Regions from separate parts of the Rattus norvegicus genome. Here region 1 is linked to region 2. The links are chromatin contacts, called in public HiChIP or PLAC-seq maps. All regions are on one chromosome and are shown on one strand. Each heading gives the region's core, a stretch centred on a gene start, on an enhancer-like site or on the middle of the called end of the contact. The rest is flanking DNA. Distances are from core to core; before and after follow the strand shown.

What was found. HiChIP or PLAC-seq counts read pairs in DNA pulled down with a chosen protein or histone mark.
Region 1: an H3K27ac HiChIP or PLAC-seq map of oligodendrocytes shows a contact between it and region 2, with 5 times the contacts expected there. The contact joins the promoter of Nav1 here to the promoter of Gpr37l1 in region 2. A contact is called at or near these places in 4 of 12 Hi-C or Micro-C datasets (the A7r5 cell line, Schwann cells, frontal cortex and 1 more) and 1 of 1 datasets of contacts at active chromatin or transcription factors (oligodendrocytes).

Annotation. Positions count from the first base shown.
Region 1 is chr13:49,669,352-49,672,667 of GRCr8, forward strand. Nav1 (neuron navigator 1) reads right to left here and starts at 1,653. Exons shown (of 33, transcript NM_001427517.1): 1 at 1,448-1,653. It overlaps LOC102553722 (a long non-coding RNA gene), which reads left to right. Exons shown (of 3, transcript XR_010057209.1): 1 at 1-660; 2 at 2,065-2,249.
Region 2 is chr13:49,155,868-49,159,000 of GRCr8, forward strand. It overlaps Gpr37l1 (G protein-coupled receptor 37-like 1), which reads right to left and starts at 1,337. Exons shown (of 2, transcript NM_145784.2): 1 at 665-1,337. The coding sequence starts at 1,294.

The DNA.
Region 1 (3,316 bases), core at 403-2,902, 510 kb after region 2:
AAAGCACATCTCAGGAGATATCCATATGGCTGCCGTTCTCTTCCCAGGGTAAAAGGATGCACCAACCAAAGCAGGATGAAAACAGTGAGTAAGAGGAGGAATGGGTATCTTTGTCCTGAGGGAAGCCAACGTCTCTGGAGTGATCATCTGCGAAGTTCTCCTACTGCATCACAAGTGAGTGACAGGGGTGCCAAAAGCCCAGGGATTGAAGTAGGTGGCAGTGCCAAAGTCTGTATGAGCCCACAGCCTTTGTCGGGAGAACTGGCCACAGGCTTCTCAGCATTGAATTTGAACCAGCCAATGGTATCCCAATGGCTGAAACAGGAAGCCAGATAAACAGTGTGTTATCAAGGGGGGATCCAGCACTTCCCTTAAGCCGGCGCCAGCTGCGCTCTCCGACCGACCGTCCTAACAAAGTCCCATTGAGTCACCAGCTGATTTTCCTGTGTTCAGCTCTGGGGGACAAGGGACTCTCTTTGCTGGATGGACATTACTCTAGTGCACTGCCCGAGCCACTCACCACTCAGGTCCGCCCCAGTTCCTTCCTTCCCTTTTTGCCATCAGCAGACTTGGCCCACTCTCTATCCTATGGCCAGTTCTGGTAGACTCTGAAGATTAAAAGGGACCACAAAAGCCCAGGCACCGCGCTCGCACCCTCAGGTGAGCATCTCTCTCACATTTTCCCAGCTTCTCTTTTCTCCTCCCTCCTCTCTCCCACGAGATGCTCTTTCTGCTCCCGGACGTCCTGGGCAGACGCCAGAAGAAACAGCCTTGAAGAGGGCGCTTCTCCGCATAGCCGCCCCCCCTCCGGTGCAGGGGGATGGTAGTGGTGGCTGGGCAGTGCACATTTCTGGAACAGCCTAGCCAGGTCACCTGCCCCAGCTCTTCTTTTAGCTCCTTCTGGGATGTTCAGAGTTAACTATCTGCTTCAGAGTGGGTGGTGGTGGTGGTGGTGGTGGTGATGGTGGTGGTGGTGGTCTGTCTTGACTACGTATGTCAGGAGGTATCTCTCTGTGTGTCTCTGTCTCTGTGTGTCTCTGTCTCTGTGTGTCTCTGTCTCTGTGTGTCTCTGTCTCTGTCTCTGTCTCTCTGTGTGTGTGTGTGTGTGTGTGTGTGTGTGTGTGTGTAATAACACAGCATTTAGTGCCTTTGATTGCAGGAACTTAGCGCACTTTAAATGGCAGGTATTTCTTAGGAAGGGAAACTGAAGCTCAGAGGGTTGTAGTTAGATGGTCGCATTGTCAACCCTAGGACAGTCACAAGGTCCAGCTGCCCCGTCTAGGCTCTCGGGCGAAGCCACTAGCATCCCGGTTACTATCCCGCGCTTCTCCTGCGCCAGCCCGCAGCCTCCCTCGGGCACCAGACTCTCCTCCCTTGGGCTGACTCCAGCCCTTCCAAGTGCAGAGCTCAGCGCCGCCGCCTCGCCCGCCCCGTGCGGGCCACTCACCGGAGCGACTCTGGTCCCGGGTTGTGGGTCCGCGCCGCCGCTGTTCAGAGTCGCGCATCGCCCGAGCAGCGCAGTGCCGAGCGTCTTCTCCTTGCGACCAGAAAGTTTCCCGGGGATTCCCGGGGCCCAGCCGGCTCCCCGCGCGAGTCTCAGCCCGCGCCGCGCGCTCCGGCCTCCAGCCTCTCACTAGGGCGGTCGCGGGCTCCGGCTCTACTACGAGAAGGAGGCGGCATCCTGAACAAAGTGCCGTCCCCCGGGCCGGGCGGCCAGGGGCGGAGCCTGGTGACCCGCTGCCCTAGGCACACGCCGGCTGCCTCGGCGGAGGGCCGAGCCAGGAGCGCCCGCGGCTGGGGGTGGGCGGGAGGGGAGGCCCGGCTACGGATCGCCCTCGCTTTCCTCCCTGCACTGTGCCAGCTTAACCCGCAGAGGGGCGGAGGCATGGGTCCCTTCCAGACTTTGTCATTGGAAAGCTATTCCCGTAACCCTTTCCTGCGTTAGCCTTCCTGCCCCGCCTCTCCAGCCGGCCGGCCGCAGAAAGGCGGCTGCTGCGTGGCGGGGGCTACGCCGGGAGTTGTCAGGACAGGAAACCTTAGCACAATTGAGCCTTTCCTTTACAGGAGGACCCGCCACCATCACTTCCAGGAGAGGTCCTCCAGCCCAGGTCCTCTAACTACCTCAGTTGTTCCAGAGAAAGGTGCAGATGGATCGACGAAGAGTCCTAACCTGCTTCTGGAGCCGCCCATCCATTTCCGTCCACTTTGGGACCCTGCAAGGGTCATGCTGTCTGATCTGGAACCCTTGGGTGAGAGGTAACAGGAAGTCCGGGAAGTTATCTAGCAAATAGTAGAGGTTCAACTGAACCTTGCAGAGAAGTGGGAGGAAGAAGAGAGGAGAAATTACAAGATGGTACCCACATCCTTGTGCAACTATCTTCAATCTTGAGATGGGGCTGAGCTTAAGGCGCTTGCCTCCTGACTTGGGGCCTTCCAGACTGCAGCTGAGGCTGTGCGTGACACAGAACACCTGCCACCAGGGACTCAGGACCTGAGGATCTTACCCTCTCCCAGCTTCAGCCAACAATCAGGAAGACTGATTTATTTTCAAGGTGCTGGGGTTGGTGGTTGGGAGAGAAAGCAAAATGCTCTCTCCCTGGTCTGGGAACAGTCAGGATTAGAGCTCCAGGGTCTTGCCTGAGGCCCCACCTAGACACTCAGAGTCATAGGATAAGGGGAAGTAGGCAGTAGACAGGATCTTTCTCAGGTAGCCAGGGAAATGACTTTAATATGACTTTTGTCCGCGAATGCACATTGTCCTTTGGAGGGATGAGACAGCTGCAGAATTAATACCTCCCACAAGCCCCTTGCTCTGTGTGTAATGGCTAAAGGTGTGGGCTTTGAAGGCGCAGAGTTCAAGTCTGCTGCCCCCGGGTTTAACAAGTTCTTTTATCTCTGGCTACCTCAGTTTCCTACAAGAACGGTATGTCTTGTCTTCTAATAGTTCTGAAAGGATTAAAGGAGGTAGTGCAGGTGACGTGCTTGTGCCTGGCGTTAGTACATCGTCAATAAACAGAGTTTTAAGAGACTTCATTTAACTTGACACTCGTCGGTTGGAATTCTTGTACTTCTCAGAATACCCCCAGCCTGCGTACGGGTGCCTTGTTTTAAGAAGATGCCATTTTGTATGGGTGACACAGACCTGTACTCTCAGTACTCAGGAGGCTAAGGCAAAGGGATCATAAGTTTGAAGCCACCTTGGATTACACTGACTCTCTTTCCCCGGTGCTCACTGACAAGGGCTGCTGAGGTTTCTTGGCCCTGCAGTCCCAAGGACAAAAGACAGAAGTCGTGCAAATGGGCATCAGAAACCCAA
Region 2 (3,133 bases), core at 87-2,586:
ACAGTGACAGAGCTGACACTACTGTTCTTATAAGTACCCAGAAGTAGGGCTTGCCTCTCAGAGAGGCCTTAGGAGGACAGTAATGGAGATGACCTTGAAAAAAGGTGACAATAATTTCAGACAGGAAAGGAAAAAGGGCCCTGTCCTAGTGTTTGCACCCACGGGGAATGAACACAGACTCAACCTGGGGTGTTAGTAGAAAACTGCTAGAATGTCAGGACACCAAAGGGTTAAAAAAAAACAGGAGCCATGGGTACAAGGCAAGCAAGAGGCACAATAAAAGAAAAAGGAGGATAAAAGAGAAAGGGCTTGGCAGAGGGAGACATCAGAGACAGCTCAGAATCTAGAGAAAAGGGTGTGTCCTCTGTGCAGCTACTCCTACAGCAGACTAGGTTGTTGGTCCCAAGTCAGTGGTCTTGCATACCTGCCTGTTCATCTGGCTTGGCTTGCTTTCCTGAGAGCTACCAGAAGCCAATATTGAGTTTGTTTCCCTCCCTGATGGGGTTTGTCTCCTTCCCCAATGACACAGAGAAAACTAGATGAATGAGAACCCCAGAGTGCTGGGATTATACACACTTACAGATCTGTTCTCCGGGTCTTTGCAGACACTAGAGCCCTTTCCCTGGGATTAGCCTACAATTGGGCTATAGAAAGACATACTCACCTCCATGAAGGGCACTGCTCGGCAAGAAACATCCCCAAGTAGCCTCTGCTTGGTGATCTCATTGAAGATGACAATTGGTAGGCAGAAGAAGAGGACCAGGAAATCCCAGAGAGCCAGGCTGGCAAGGATAGAGTTCCAGGCACTCTTCAAGTAGTAGCTGTGCCACACAATGCACATGACAGACAGATTGCCCACGATACCCACAGCAAATACCACCAGAGCCAGGAGCATGACGGCATAGGCACTATAGGAGCTCTCGGTCACCGGATACAGGGGGTTCTGAATCTGCAGCCTCTGACTTGGTGTCCCGGTCAGGTTGGTCCTCAGCTCTTGTCCACTCTCTGAGGTGGCCCCATCCTTGTCTGGGTTGGGGCTAGTGGCCACCAAAGGCTTGGTGGGCTGCAGGCCAGCAGGGTGGATGGGCTTGGGGTACTCAGCCCACTCCTCAGGTACATAGTGCTGTACCTCCTTGGGCCCCTCGTCCTTGGTACCTCTTCGGGGTCGACTCTGCTGCTCCTGGACCTTGGCTCTATGACCACCCAAAGATAAGGTGGCAGCCCCAGAGACCTCACTCGGCCCCACAGCCAACACGACAGCAAGAGAGACAGCCAGGGGCCACAGCCACCGCATGGCCAGGAAAGCAGGGCACAGCTGCCTCAGAGAGGTGAGGGCGAGGGACCTAAGGACTGTGTGGAATTAAGAGAGGCAGCTGGCAGCTGGGTCCGCCTCCAGTCAGGCGTCTGGCTTGGATATGGCCCTTCCTCCCATCCTGTTGGCCATGGTCTGGCCAGGGCCCTCTGCTGGACACTGAGCTGTCTGTGCTGGCCACACACATTGCATTCCCTACCACATCCCTTCTAAGTCCACAGCAGGACAGATTGAGTAGCCCTCAGAGGGACCTGCTCCAATCACTGCTACCGGGGAAATGAGTCTTGCAAGTGATGTAGAGGCAGACTATAATTAGAGCATAGATCTCCTAGCTCTACCCAATTCTAAGGCAGATCCTACAGTCAAAACAGAATGATATGGCTTGTAATACCAGCCCTTGGGAGGTTGAGACACGGGGACAGAGTTCAAGGCCAGCTTGGGCTACATAGCAAGATCCTGTTTTTGTTTTTGTTTTGTCTTGTTAAAAAATTGCCAAGGTCAAAACTCGAATTATAAGAATTGCCAGAACTATTAAATACGTGTCTAGGTGTACCATTCAGCTGGGGTTTGTTTTTGTTTGTTTGTTTGTTTGTTTTTAAAGACAGGGTCTCTCTGTGTAGCCCTGGCTGTCCTGAAACTCACTCTATAAACCAGGCTGGCCTGTTACTCAGAGGTCCGCCTGCCTCTGCCTCCTGAGTGCTGGAAATAAAGGTGTGTGCCACCAACGTCCGTCAGCTGGGTTCTTGATGGTTCTTAATACGTTTGGTGGGGATCTATTTCTCAAGTTAAAAATGTAAGATCTGTGGTAGTCTTTCTTCTTCTTCTTCTCCTTCTCCTTCTCCTTCTCCTTCTTCTTCTTTTCGGAGCTGGGGACCGAACCCAGGGCCTTGCGCTTGCTAGGCAAGCACTCTACCACTGAGCTAAATCCCCAATCCCCTGTGGTAGTCTTAATAACTATGTAGTTGACACAAGGTAGAGCCAAGTTCAAACAATGGAGCTGACTCCATAGCCTTTTAACTCAATCCTGGTCTCAGTAGACCCATTCCTTGCCTCCTAGCCACACACACTCCCAAAGGAGAGCAGCAACAAACAAAAATTCAAAGCACCACACTCTACAATGGGGGCCATGTCTTAGTGGGCGCTTGCCTAGCATGTTTGAGACCCTGGGTTTCCTCCCCAGCCCTGGAACTACAGGAAAACAAAAACAAAAATTAAAATGAAACTAAAGTTATGAAAGTACAGTGGAAAGAAAGGAGATAGATAAGCAAATCATAGATAAGCAAATCATTAATTGCACCTCATGGCCTGATAGATACAGTGGAAGGCAGGGCCAAGGTACAGGGGCGAGTCCGAGGAGCCTGGGGCTGTCTGGAAGTTCTCCAAAGCAAGATGACTTTTGAATGAAGCCTTAAAGGAACCCCAGAGAAGGATGGAAAGATGCTCCAGGCAGAAGCACACCCAATGGCAGGGGCCTGAAAGTAGGTGGTGTTCCCGCCAAATAGCTAGAATGTGCAGGAGGCTGGGGTGCTAGGAAAATGGAGAGGAAAGCAATGAGGTTGGGGTAAGAGTCGCCAGATGAAGGCGCAAGAAGGCTTTCATATGCTAGACCAGGAGTTCAGATGTTGTGGTGCGCACCCATTTTTTTTAAAGATTTATTTATTATGTATATGAGTACACTGTAGCTGTCTTCTGACACACCAGAAGAGGGCATCGGATCCCATCATAGATGGTTGTGAGCCACCATGTGGTTGCTGGGATTTGAACTCAGGACCTCTGGAAGAGCAGTCAGTGCGCCTAACCACTGAGCCATTTCTCCAGCCC